2 separate regions of the Sus scrofa genome follow, and region 1 is linked to region 2. A link is a contact called in public HiChIP or PLAC-seq data. All regions are on one chromosome and are shown on one strand. Each heading gives the region's core, a stretch centred on a gene start, on an enhancer-like site or on the middle of the called end of the contact. The rest is flanking DNA. Distances are from core to core; before and after follow the strand shown.

The links. HiChIP or PLAC-seq counts read pairs in DNA pulled down with a chosen protein or histone mark.
Region 1: an H3K27ac HiChIP or PLAC-seq map of skeletal muscle shows a contact between it and region 2, with 3 times the contacts expected there. The contact joins the promoter of FKRP here to the promoter of CCDC8 in region 2. A contact is called at or near these places in 1 of 5 promoter capture datasets (liver), 1 of 47 Hi-C or Micro-C datasets (embryonic fibroblasts) and 1 of 2 datasets of contacts at active chromatin or transcription factors (skeletal muscle).

Annotation. Positions count from the first base shown.
Region 1 is chr6:52,625,949-52,632,758 of Sscrofa11.1, reverse strand. It overlaps FKRP (fukutin-related protein), which reads right to left and starts at 5,293. Exons shown (of 2, transcript XM_021094618.1): 1 at 5,241-5,293; 2 at 1-3,710. It overlaps STRN4 (striatin-4), which reads left to right and starts at 4,849. Exons shown (of 17, transcript XM_021094615.1): 1 at 4,849-5,158. The coding sequence starts at 4,877.
Region 2 is chr6:52,469,514-52,476,491 of Sscrofa11.1, reverse strand. CCDC8 (coiled-coil domain-containing protein 8) reads right to left here and starts at 1,984. Exons shown (of 1, transcript XM_003127233.4): 1 at 1-1,984. The coding sequence starts at 375.

The DNA.
Region 1 (6,810 bases), core at 4,044-6,543, 150 kb before region 2:
AATCACAACTTGAAGCTTTGGCAGGTCTCCAGCACAGAAGGAATAAACAACTCTCCAGCTTTGAGCAGATACAGAAAGTTTCCCCAAGAAGGATCTTCCTAGGTTCTGCCCCTCCCAGAGAGGGGGACATCAGAGGCCCAGCGAGCCGTCTTGCCTCCAAAACACTTCTGACCCCTCCTCCCCATTCCCACAGCTCCCACTTGACCTGGGTTCACCCAGAACACTGCCCGGCCTCCCTCTGGCCTCCTGATGAAGCCCCTCCTCACGGCAGCAGAGGGGTCTCCATAAAGCACACATCGGACCTCTCCCTCTCTGCTCAGAATCTGCCATGGCTCCCTAGTGCCGTGTGGAGGAAGTTTAAGTTTCCAACAACATCCCATCAGGCCTTGTGTGACCTGGCCCTTGCCTGCCCCCCATTCCAGCCCCAGCTCCTGCCACGCCTCCTTGAGCTCTATGCTTAAGCCACCTTGGACTTTTCTTCAAACAGATGTTATTTCTAAGCCTTTGCAGATCCTGTTCCTTCTGCCTCTGGAACCCCCCTTCTCTCCATGCCTCTTTTCTCCTGGAAATCTGCTTATGCTCAGGCTTCAGCTCAGATGGCTCCTTTTCCAGGAAGCCCTCTCTGAAATGCAGGCTGGGCCAGAAATCCCCCCAGGGCTGCCTGTTCTAGACTGTGTTTCCCCCAGGAGGGGAGAGCCAGCGCTGTCTCCGTCACTCCTGTCTGTCTAGCGTGTGGCTGGGCACTGAAAATGCATTCGGTGAAAAGATGATGACCAGGAGTTCCCACTATGGTGCAATGGAATTGGCGGCATCTCTCATGCCAGGATACGGGTTTGATCCCCAGCTTGACACAGTGGGTTAAAGGATCTGGCACTGTCACAGCTGTGGTGTAGGTTGCAACCGCAGCTGGGATCTGATCCCTGGTCTAGGAATTGCATATGCCATGGGACAGTCAAAAAAAAAAAAAAAAAAAGAAAAAAAAGATGATGACCAGGGGCAGGGTTTCTGGGTTTCTGTGCCTCTGTAAAGCCCACTCAGGTCCCCGGGGCCAAATTCTGCACTGTGGCCATGTGCCTGGGGCCCTGCCTTGGTCTCCCTGTCTCCTCTCTCTCTCTCCTACCAGGCACGCTCTCCCAGCCCTCTTCACCCATCCCAGGCCTGCCTGCCCTCCTCTGACCCCGCTCAGAAGGCACTTAAGAACCTGAGTTGCACTTCAGAGCGACTTATTATTCTTTAGAACCTTAGAATTGCCTTCTGGGCCTTTGACGCATCCCTCCTTCCTTCCATCCTTCAGCATCTATTTGGGGAACTCCTACAACACAGCAGGCACTGTCCGAGGCACTGGGGACACAGCAGGGGACTCAGCACACACAGAGACGAACACGCCCCCCCCCCCGGGGGGGGTGCTCAAGCAACTCACATGATTGTAGGGGGAGGAATCTTTGGAACCACAGAATCTTCAGGGTCTTAAAAAAAATCTTAGAATCGGAGCACTTAGGTATAGAGAAACGCAGCAGGGAACCTTGGGGGGTTTAAGATTTTAACGATTCTAAAGAGACCATCCCCCTGCTTCACCCATGTCCTCTTCAGTTTGTTCCCCATCGGAACCCAAAGGGATCCTGTTAAACTTTGAATTAGGGAGTTCCCTGGTGGTCTAGTGATGAGGATTCTGCCCCTGCCCACTTGCTCACTCCACCGCAGCCACGTGGGCCACAAAATGCCATTCTCCAAATATACCCGGGAGCTTCCACCTGCAGCACTGGCTGTTCCCTCTGCCTGCATGATCCCCGCCCTGGGCGGCAGCTGCATGCCTCCTCCCTTGGCCTTTGAGTCTTTGCTCAAATGTCATCTGTCCAGGAAACCCTTCTTTCGGTGGCTTTACTTTAAAAAAAAAAAAGCGCTTCCTATCTCCCACCTACTTCCTATGAGCCCCCCCCCCCTTATGTTCCTCCCCTAGTAGCTATCATGTAGATTTCACTTACTTTGTTTGCTCTTTTGTCTGTTTTGGTCTCTGCTATATACCCAGAGCACAGCTCAGTACCTGGCACACAGCTGGTGCTCAAGACATCTGTGTGGAATGACTGACTGACTCCCATTATTCAGAGGGGGAATCTGTGGCCCAGAGAGAGGAAGGCTGGAGGGAGTAGAGCCCAGGCCTCCAGCCCCGGGCCCTGGCTCTCACCACACACTGTCCAGCTGCCTCTTGCCAGGAAGTGCCCAACAGGACAGAGAACAGAAACTAGTTCCTCAGGGACCAGGGGGAATGAGAACCAGATGAGGAGGTGAGGGGACCAGAGAGGAAAGCAAGAGGAATCATCTAGTCCCTGACAAGGTCAGGCTTGGCTTCCCCAACTGTAAGGACTTAAAATCCCTTCACTGGGGCAAAGTGGATGAAATGATGATTTTAAAGGATCATAATATGTCAACAGTTCTAGCTGCTCGTGATGTGCCAGACCCTGTTCTAAGAACTCTACTGATACTGGAGTTCCCTTTGTGGCTCAGCAATTAATGAACCTGACTAGAATCCATGAGGATTCGGGTTTGATCCCTGGCTTCCCTCAGTGGGTTAAGGATCCCGCGTTGCTGGAAGGTGTGGTGTAGGTCTCAGACGTGGCTCGGATCCCATGTTGCTGTGGCTGTGGCGCAGGCCAACGGCTGTAGCTCTGATTGGACCCCAGCCTGGGAACTTCCATATGCCACAGATAAGGCCCTAAAAAAAAAAGAAAAGAAAAAAGAAATTTAGCAATACTAACTTATTTAATCTTTGTGTTATGATCACATTTGAAGATGAGGAAACTGAGGTTCAGAAAGGTAAAGTCACTTGCTTGAGGTCACACAGCTGGGAGGTGGCAGACCCAGGATTTGACCTGGAAGCGGGCTCCAGAGTTGTTTTTTGTTTTGTTTTGTTTTTTTAGGGCCGCACCCACAGCATATGGAAGTTCTGAGGCTAGGGGTTGAACCCAAGCTGCAGCTACAGGCCTATGCCACAGCCGCAGCAACGTGGGATCCTCAACCCACTGAGCAAGGCCAGGGATCGCACCAGCATCCTCACGGATACTAGTCAGATTTGTTACCACTAGTATTTAAGCCACGATGGAAACTCCTCAAGAGTTGTGCTTTTAACCAATAAAAGCTGTCTCTCTTGGGTGCATAAAGACAGTCCATTCTCAGCCTATCTTTAGCGAGATAACCCCTGTCCCCAGCCCTGACCTGACAGGTGCTTTCAAAGCTGAATATGGCACTTTAATTAATTAGTTCAACGTCGTTAACTCAACAAAGAGATATTTATTGAGTGCCCTCTGTGTTCTGGGGACACAGGATGAACCAGGCGGTTGTTGGACAGGCCCTCCAGAGGGAGGAAGATAGATAAAACCATGAAAATGACTTACTGACAGGGCAGGAAACCAGCAGGGGGCGTGAGAGAGAAAAAGGTGGCCATGGGAGGAGAGAACACTTAAGCTGAGATTTTGTCTCTCCTCTCCCCACAAAACAATGTAAGTGGGTCCAGATTCTGCCCTGGCTTGAACCTCAACTGCTGCATCTGTAGAATGGGAATGTGATGGGTAGAGCAAATGAGTGATATGTAGAAAAACCTTTGGGGACAAGGGCAGTTCCCACGAGTGCTGGTGACACTGAGGGGCTGCTTACCTCCTAGGGTGCAGGCTGACGGAACTCCAAGGGGGTGGTTCCAGCCCAGCTCAGCTGCACTGCTGAAGGAAGATGAACCAGAAAACCCCAAATCAACCAACTTCACACAACAGGGCACAATTTCATCTTATGAAATCTCATAAGCTCAGGCAGGCATCACCTACCTGAAGCATCTTAGCAGTGAAAGGAAGGCTGTCATAGCAACCTATACCCATCCCTTCTTTCGTGAATGTGTCCAGAAAGGTAGGGGTAGAAGTGATAGAAGGTGTTACCATGACAACCCCTTCCCTAGACACATTACATTCTGAGAGACAATCCTAAAATGTCTTCTACCTTGGTGGGCCTGGTTCTAGGGTCATTGGAAGGCAGAGTGCCCCCATTACCATAGTACCCAGGACTTGGCTCTGCCAGTTTCTCACCTCCCTAGGGATAGCCCGCATCTTGTAACCATAACAACTACTCCTCAGCAGAGCATCTCCTCCTCTAAATAAAAACACCTGGCTGGTCCAAGGCCCTCCCACCATGGGAAAGGGGGAGATGGTTACCATGGTAATGCCAACCAGGAGGCTGGGGAGAGGGGCTGGGAAAGAGATGTTTCCCTCAGCAGTGTCCTTGGGGCCAGGCTCCTTTCTACCTGAGCGCTAGGTGAGGTTGCCATAGTAACCAAGGAGGGTAGGGGCCGAAGGACCACCGGGGACTTGGGTGACCTTAGCAACCTCCTATAGGTAGGTGCAGGGCCAGGAGAGGTGGAGCTCCAGGACCATAAAGGTGGAGGGGAAGGGAGGCTAAGGGTGTCCCCGACTGAGGAAGAGTTACCATGACAACCGCCCCGGGCCAGGAATCAGGATGGGGCCATCGGTGAAACCACCCCTGGTGGTCGCCCTTTCTCTCAAAGAGGGACGGTGATCTAGGAGAGTGGTGTTTGGGTCTGGAGAGGGCTAGAATCTTTCTTTGGGGTGAAGCCGGAGGAGGGGTACAGGAAGCGGCCCCTCCCAAAGTCCTGCGCTTCCTAAGGGGTCTGGGTCGCGTTTGCCCTCCTCCAGGCGCGCGCCCCTCCTCGCCCCTCCATGCGCGCGCCTTGGGGGTCGACCCGGGTGGGCGAGGCGCGCGCCCGACATCGTTCCCGGCACCGGCCCCCCCGGCCCCCGCCGAGCGCGCGCTCGAGGGCTGGCGCGGCCGCGCAGGCGCGCGAAGCACAGCGGGCGCGCGGGCCGGCCCCGGGGCCTCCATGATGGAGGAGCGAGCGGCCGCCGCTGCCGCCGCCGCCGCTTCCTCCAGCCGCCCACTCGGCTCCGGCGCGGGCCCGGGCCCGACGGGGGCGGCTCCGGTCTCTGCCCCCGCCCCCGGGCCCGGCCCGGCTGCCAAGGGAGGCGGCGGCGGAGGCAGCCCCGGCCCCACGGCGGGGCCGGAGCCCCTGAGCCTGCCGGGGATCCTACACTTTATCCAGCACGAGTGGGCGCGCTTCGAAGCGGAGAAGGCCCGCTGGGAGGCGGAGCGCGCCGAGTTACAGGTGAGCGCCGCGCCGAGTTACAGGTGAGCGCCGCCCAGGGACCCTCGACCCCCCCGCCCGGCCCGGCCCGGCCCGGCCTCACCCGCCGCTGCCGCCGCCGCCATCTTGGAGCAATGGCCGCCGGGACTGCCGGGGGGGGGCGGGAGGGGACCGCGACCGGCCCGCAGACGGAGTGAGGGGCCGTCCGAGGGGGGTCCTGAGGGCTCCTGGGCGGCTGGAGACGGGAGGGGGGCCCAGGGGCTGGAGGGCCCGACCGGGGCAGCCAAGAGAAAGGGCGCAGGGGACCAGAACCGGCTGGGAGTGGGAGTGGGGGTGAACGGACTGGCCGAAGGGTCCCTGAGAGAGTGGCCTCGGGGACCCGAGCGGACCCCAAGAGAACTCGGCCAAGGGTGATGAGAGGGCATGGAGGGGTCTTGTACGGGAGTGAGCAAAGAACATGCAGGGTGCTGAGGGAGTCACACTCCGTCCCCGTTGGAGGTGGAGCCCGGCGGGCCCCGGGTGGGAAGAGGGGACGTTGGGGGGACTTGGGACTCGCCGGAGTCGAGAGCAGGTCGGGGCTGGGCTCCCTTGTGAGTAGGGAGAGGAAGTCAGGGAGCTCAGGACGGGTTTGTTTCGGAGTGTTAGGACGGCGGGGACTGAAAGATGGCTCTGCCGGGACTCCGGGGAGGAGAGCGAGGTCTCGGGGGTGTCAGATGAAGGTGTGTGCCCCTTCCCTCTGAGGAGGAAACTTTGTGGAGCCTTGGCAGTGCGTCGCTACCGCCTCCCGGGAAGGGATCCCGGGGGTGGAATCATGGAGGGGGCCAGGACGTGCCCCAGGAGCCTGTGCTGGAAGAGCTTGAGAGCCGAGAAACTCTTCGGGGATGTGGGAGATGGGGGGACTCCCGCCCAGAGATGGGAGGTGTGGAAGATGTCAGGTGCAGAGCCCCGACCTGGAATGAGAGGAGGTCGGCCGTGTCCAGCGGTGGAGCTGGGGCGTGGGGTGAAGACACGAGGAATTGGCCGAATCTGGGGGTGGCGGGGAGCATTTTGTAGAGCAGGAAGGCAGCCAGAGGAAGAATCTCACAAAGATCCTGGGGTGGGGGGTAGTGTTTGTGGAAGTTTCTGGGAAAGGACTCTGGTTTGTGGAGTAGCTTGAGGGAGGGCTGTACCCCTGGGATGATGTTTGGAAGGCGCCGAGGAGCTGGGCTGGGTTTTGTGACCTTGAGAGATGTGGGTCCGTTTGCTGGGTGTCCCTAGGAGCCTGGGTATCAGAATTGTGAGGATTTTAAGGGTTCTAAGGATGTGCTGCCAGGAGTCTGAGGGGTCCTGGTCTGTGGTGTTATCAGCAGAAGTCAGCGCCTGCTTCTAGCATCTTTCCCCCTCTGATTTGCTGTTTCCTGTCTAGGAGAGGTGGGGACTGAAAGAAACACCTGGTTAGAATTTTGTCCATGGGATGAATAGAGAGAGCATCCCGCAATTCTCCCACCCCTGTAGGGATCCTGGCTCTGTGGTAGCTGAGGCTTGGTGCTGGGGGGGTTGGGTGGGAGAGAAATCCTTATGCAAGTACCCCTTGTTTTTGTGTTCCATCTCTCCTTCCAGAGCTCTTTCCCAGAGTACGTCTTTTTAGATCTTCTTAGTACCCCTTCATGTAGGCAGGGCCAGTGTCCTTGCCC
Region 2 (6,978 bases), core at 735-3,234:
CCCCGTGCCTTTGTGGTCCTTGTCATCCTTGTCTCTGGAGGTTTCAAAGTCGCTGAACTCGCTGTCACTGGCATTGCTGCTGTCATAAGTACCCACGACCAGCCGAGGAGGTGGCGTCACCATCTGCGGGACTCTCCTCCTCGATCCGGGCTCCTTGGGCTTTTTAGGGGGCTGGGGCGGGTGGGGGGTGCTCTTCTCGATGATGCGGGCCACATCCTCCAGGGTGCGGCCTTCTTCCTCCAGAAACTGGATCAGCCGCTCCCGAAATTCCGCCTCCTTGGTGGCGGGCTTGGAGATAACCCTCCAGACGCCTCCCGCCAGCCTGACCTCGCGGGGGATGAGCAAATAGTCTACGTCCTCGCCGATCTGCAGCATCCCCACCGTGGAGTCCTCCTCGCGGCGGAACACCTTGCCGATCTTCTTGAATGTCCCCACCGGCTTCAAGGCTTCCACGAGGACGTCCAAATCCACATCTTTGCAGATGTCGGGGACGCTCCAGAGGATCAGGCAATCAGGGGAAGGGAGGAAGCCCCAGGGGAACCAGCCCCCCACGTGGCTTTTCTCGAGGGTCTTTAAGATCTCCAGGGTGAAATCTAAAGTGCGGGCAAGGAGCCCAAACTACTCGCAGCGCCGAGTCTTGGGGTGGGGATGCGGTCCCAAGAGCGCGGCCGGGAATCTCACCTCCCAGTTTCTCTGCCCGCAACAAGTCGGGTCGTGATCCAGTTCGCTCCCCTCAAGGACTGGTGGGAATCGATTCAGGGTGCTTACGTGAGTCGGAGTCTCAAGGTTCCAAGCCCGCCGCAAGCTGTAAATGGGTGTCCCGGCTCCAACTCAGTGTAAGGACTGCTGGTGGCTCTTCCTGTGCCAGGCACAGGGGACGTCCCTGGAACTTGGGAAAGGACTTTGCAGACAAAGACGGCTCAGCTGTGGCTGTTCAATATGGCCGAGGCTCTTGGAGGCCGCAGCCAGCTCCCCAGGAGGGTCTCCCGCCCCTAGGCAGGCTGCCACCTCGGTCCAGGCTGACCTTGACGCGCCTCCGCCCCCAGCCTGCGCGCCCAGGGCCGGCGAGTGCGCGCGCGGGCAGGAAGTTCCTCCTCGCCTTCCCCCTGGATGAGGCCCACCTTCTCCCTGCTCGGCTTACACTCCCGGACTCGGGGAAGACTGACAGGGGGGCTGTCCACTCCCCTTGGGGCGCCCTCGCCGCCCTCCCCCCCAGGGGTGTGGCTGCGCCCCGGGCCTCTCAGGGGCCCCGGCTTCCAAGCCAAAGGCCTGCGGTGCCGACGCCCACGTCAGCAGCTTTCTCTGAGAAAGGCAGCAGTTCCCGAAACTACCGTCCCAAAAGTGCGGGTTCCAGCCCAGCCCTGAAGGTGGGCGCGCTCATCATCGGGCAATCCCTTGGAAAGCCACTGACAGTATAGTACCATCTTAAAATTAAGTGACTTTGGGTACCGGCAGTTCCTAGCCATATACCCAGACATGTGGGTGAAGAACCTGGTATCAAGGTCTTATTGCAGCTCATCATGGGGCTTGGCACAGAGTAGGTGCTCAAGAAATATTTTTGAGTGAATGAATGCACCTAATTGTTCACCGGTAGGGACTAACGGTGAAATACTAGGCCGTTATGAAAAAGAGAAGTGACTGAGAATAAACACATTTTAGGGAGCACTTCCTACGTACGAAGGACCATGCTAAGTGCTTTTTATAAATTAACTCATAAAATTCACACAAAAACATCAGGATACAGATAATACGATGCTCATTCCCATTGTACAGCTGAGGAAATAAAATCAATCTCTTGCTCAAGGTCACATGGCCAGGAAGAAGACTGAACCTGGATTTGATTCTGAAACAGTCTAATGTGTGTGTAGACCAAAGGGCCTAGGTGTATACATACATTTGTCATGTGTAGAAGCACTGCCAACAGTGGCTATATCTGGGGACCCCGGAGGTGGCTTTTCACTTTTCACATGACTTTTCACTCTATCATTTTGGAGTGCTTCAATTTTTAACAATCAAAAATGTTAACTGAAATAAGTTAAATTAAATTGAAGGACCTCAGATACCTCAAAAATGTTAATTGAAATAAGTTAAATTAAAGGGTCAGGATTCGCAAAGCTTCTTGGGTAACTGTGAGGCAACCACATGCACAGCAACAACTGCCTTAGTAATAATAACGGTTAACCTGCATGGATGCTTTCTTTGAAACCAGGCATCCTGAGTGGGCCTGTTATGAATCTGCAGAGCTACACCGAAAGGTGAATGCCTTCACTATCATCTCCTTACAGCTGGGGACACTGAGGCTGGTCCCCGATTGCACAGTTCGAAGTGGAGAGCCAGATATTTGAACCAGATCCCAGACGTTAGAACTAACTCCAGGCTCTGAAGATACAGCTGATCTGCGTCCTCCTGAGAGTGCTAGGCTGTTTGACCCCTTAAAAGCCATCGCATGTCCAGCTGCCCTCAATGCTTGCCTGGATCCATACAAATCCCTCCTCGTGGGGCTCCCTGCTTCCTTCTCACTGCCTATAATCAATCCACCCCCAACCTAGCAACTTAAGCCAGATCTGTCTCTCCTCTAATTTTTTTTTTTTTTTTTTTTTTTTTTTTGTCTTTTTGCTATTTCTTGTGCCGCTCCTGCGGCATATGGAAGTTCCCCGGCTAGGGGTCGAATCGGAGCTGTAGCTGCCAGCCTACGCCAGAGCCACAGCAACTCGGGATCCGAGCCGCGTCTGCAACCTACACCACAGCTCACGGCAACGCCGGAACCCCGACCCACTGAGCAAGGGCAGGGATCGAACCCGCAACCTCATGGTTCCTAGCCGGATTCGTTAACCACTGCGCCACGACGGGAACTCCTCTCCTCTAATTTTAAAGTCCTCGCCATCACCCACAAAGTCCCACTTCCCGCTCTCTTTCTCTCTTCCTCACTCCACTCCAGCCACACCTGCCTCCTCATTGGTCATCCAATAAATCGGGCTTACCTCCACCTTCAGGTCCTTTGCATCACTGGTCCCAACACCCAGAAAGTTCTGCCCCTACCTTCTCTTGGCAATCTCCCTCTGCTCAAATGTCATCTTTTTTTGTTGTTGGCCGTGCAGAAGGTCTCAGGCTAGGGATCTAGCCCATGCCACAGCAGTGACAATACTGGATCCTTAAGCACTAGGCGCTAGGGTGTTGCAAAAGGTTATCACTTCAGAGGTCATACTGCACCCTCCCCAAATTACTGAGCAGTCTCTACCCTCTTGAGGACCCTTTAGCTTAGGAATTCTTAACCTTTTCCATGTCAAGGACCCTTTTCAGGATAGTTTTGCAATGCATGGTATTGTATTATTGGATTACAAAGGAGACCAATTTTAATGTATGCAAATGTTAAAAAAAAATTCCCCAAACACCAAAAAACCCGGGTAAACTAGTGACTCTAATATAAGGTATAAAAATAAACACATATGGAGTTCCCGTCGTGGCGCAGTGGTTAACGAATCCGACTAGGAACCATGAGGTTGCGGGTTCGGTCCCTGCCCTTGCTCAGTGGGTTAATGATCCGGCGTTGCCGTGAGCTGTGGTGTAGGTTGCAGACGCGGCTCGGATCCCGAGTTGCTGTGGCTCTGGCGTAGGCTGGTGGCTACAGCTCCAATTCGACCCCTAGCCTGGGAACCTCCATATGCCGCGGGAGCGGCCCAAGAAATAGCAACAACAACAACAACAACAAATAAAATAAAATAAACACATATAATTTCGTTTAACTCACAGCATGTGATTTCACTTAACTCGTGAAGGAACTGGGCAGATGTTCGGGGTAAGCGGGAAGAGAGAGAGGGAAAGAAGAAAGAAAGATACTTGGCAGGCAGAGGACGGCTAAGGTCTCAGGGAAATTTTTGTACAATTATTGGCTCATTTGGATTGTTTTTGCTTTTACAGAGCCAGGTCTTTAGGCTTTGCTGTATTTTCTCCTCAAAAAGTCCATCCCAACTGCCCCCGGGCTCAGTCCCCGCCCCCCAACCGCGCCCCGCCCTTTTTTGCACAGCTTCTAGCCCCGCCTCCCAGCGGTCTCCATGGCGACGAGGAGACGCGCTCCCTCGCTAGAGGCTGCTCTGAGAGGGTGGGCGGGGCAGGGCAGCGCCTCTTCTCCGCTTCTTTTCCCATCTCTAGGCCTGATTTCCTCGTCAGTTTCTCTGAAAAGCTGTTTTGTAGGGGCCCGAAACTAAAAATTTCTAAATGTTGACTTAAGAATCCAGCCCTGAGAAGTCAAGGCTTCCACGTGGGAATGACCTCGCAGATGAGACACTGGGTTTTGTAACTGGTAAAAGTTGCGTATGTGGCGGAGGCGGGGTGGGGTGGGGTGGTGGAGATTATCCTAGAAATAAAAGCCCAAATGTTCAACATTTTTGCAAAAATTGCCAACCCCTGGGCAGTTCCGCTGTGAGGGATTTAGATTCCCAGTTCTTTGGCAGGCGAGATTCTCCAGCCGCCCCAGAAAAAACGATAATTACAGCTCCCACTTTTATACTTGTTTAAAAGAAATGAAAAACCCAGCAAGAATGGAGAAAGAAAACAAAACATGGCTCAAATCTCTCTACCCAGCTACCCTTGGTTGCCACTCTAGAAAATAATAATAAAGGTGACAAGTACATGTTACGAAAATGCTGGAATTGCCGAACCGTGTAAAATAAAAAATGTCTAGCTACCAGCCCTAAGCCTCCAGCCCCTTCCCCCAGAGTAATCTCAATTAAATACCTCTGTGCTTTCCAGGAAAAAAATTCTTGCAGGGATAACTTTAGAATTTACCTCATGAGGGTTTTTAACATCATCCTGAATTATTTTCACCACATCGCTTCCTGGTATTTTCTTATTTATTGTCTCACCCTATTGGAATTCCAGCCCTATGAGAGCAGAGATTTATATTTGTCTGGTTCGTTCACTGCTGAATTTGCAGAATCTAGAACAGTGCTGGTAGGCGCTCAAAATATTTGTTGAATGAATGAGTGAGGGGATTAGGCTAGATCTAGTGCTAAAAACTTGCTTTTTTCATTTAAAAGCATGTGTTGAAGTCTTTCCATATCAGTTAAAGCAGATCAATCTCAGGGTTTTTTTGTCTTTTGTCTTTTTAGGGCTGCACCTGTGGCATACAGAAGTTCCGAGGCTATGGGTCCAATTGGCACTGTAGCTGCTGGTCTACACCACAGCCACAGCAATGCAGGGTCTGAGCCACGTCTGTGACGTACACCACAGCTCATGGCAACACCAGATCCTTAGCCCATTGAGCAATGCCAGGAATAGAACCCGAGTCCTCATGGATACTAGTCGGGTTTGTTAACTGCTGAAGCAGATCCTATTGGGTTAAATGACAGCACATAGTAGGTTCTCAACATGTACAGCAGGAAGCAGCCTTGTGGTCCACACTCTGCCCACATAATTGGGTCACCCCTGCCTCCCACCCTCCTCATTCCAAAATCAGAAGGCTGTTCACTGAGTATGGAAGCAAAACCAATGGTTAGAGCAACCATATATTTGAAGAATCGTCCATTCATTCATTCAGGTGGCACATTTCTCTAAAACAGTGATTATCAAATCTGGTTGCTCATTAGAATTACTGGGGAGTTTTAGAAATCAGTTTCCTGAGTCCAATTTATTGGATCAGAATGTCTTAGGGTGGGGGTAGGTTATTGCATTAAAAAATCTTCCCAAATGGGAGTTCCTGTCGTGGTGCAAAGGAAACAAATCTGACTAGGAACCGTGAGGTTGCGGGTTCCATCCCTGGCCTCGCTCATTGGGTTAAGGATCAGGCGTTGCCATGAGCTGTGGTGTAGGTTGCAGACAAGGCTAGGATCTGGCATTGCTGTGGCTGTGGTGTAGGCTGACAGCAACAGCTCTGATTAGACCCCTAGCCTGGGAACCTCCATATGCAGCGAGTGCGGCCCTAAAAAAGGACAAAAGACCAAAAAAAAAAAAAAAAACAAAAAAACAAAAAAAACCTTCCCAAATGACTCTGACAGAGGTGCTGGTTGGCCAGGCTGAGCAGAAACAGCAGAGGAACTAAGTGTCCCCAGAGGAACTCTGCCAACTGGAAGTACAATACCAGCCAAGAGCCAGATTGGAAATTATAATTTGTCCACTTTTAGCAACATAGAGGGGCCCTTTAAAGGAGGGGGGCTCACAGGCTGAATAATGTCTACCCAAAGATTTCAGGTCCTAATCCCTGGAATTTGAAAATGTTTTAGGAGAACCCGTTGTGGCTTAGCAGTAACAAACCTGACTAGTATCCACAAGGATGAGGTTCAATCCCCGGCCTCCCTCAGTGGGTTAAGTATCCAGCGTTGCCATAAGCTGTGGTGTAGGTCACAGACTGAGCTCAGATCCCATGTGGCTGTGGCTGTGGCAGGCCGGCAGCTGAAGCTCCGACTCAACCCCTAGCCTGGGAACCTCCATATCCCTCACGTGTGGCCCTAAAACACAATAAATAAATAAGTAAATAAATAAATAAATAAAATGTTTTATTTGGAAACAGGTCTTTGCAGATGTCTGTAAGAATCTGAAATGCGATTGCCATGGATTATGTGCATGGACCCTAACTGCTGCTAGGAGTGTCCTTAAAAGATCGAAGCACACAGAAAAGATGTACTGAATAGGAGGAGGACATGTGACAGTGGAGGCAGAGCCTGGAGTGATGGGCCACAAGCCCAGAAACACCTGAGTCACCAGAAGCTGGAAGAGGCAAGGAAGCTCCTCCCCTAAAGCCTTTGAGGGGTGTAGCCTTGCCAACACCTTGATTTTGTCCTGCTGGCTGGCAGTACCAACCGTGAGAGACTATATATCACTGTTGTCCTGAGCCAGCCGATCTACGGTCATTTATTACAGGAGCCACAGGACAGGAATCCAGACCCTCTAGTGTGGCTACTAATTCCCCAGACTCCAGCAAAGAAAACTCCAAGTTAAAACATTCTACTTCTAAGAGGGAAGGTGTCTACCCTAGGGACTCAG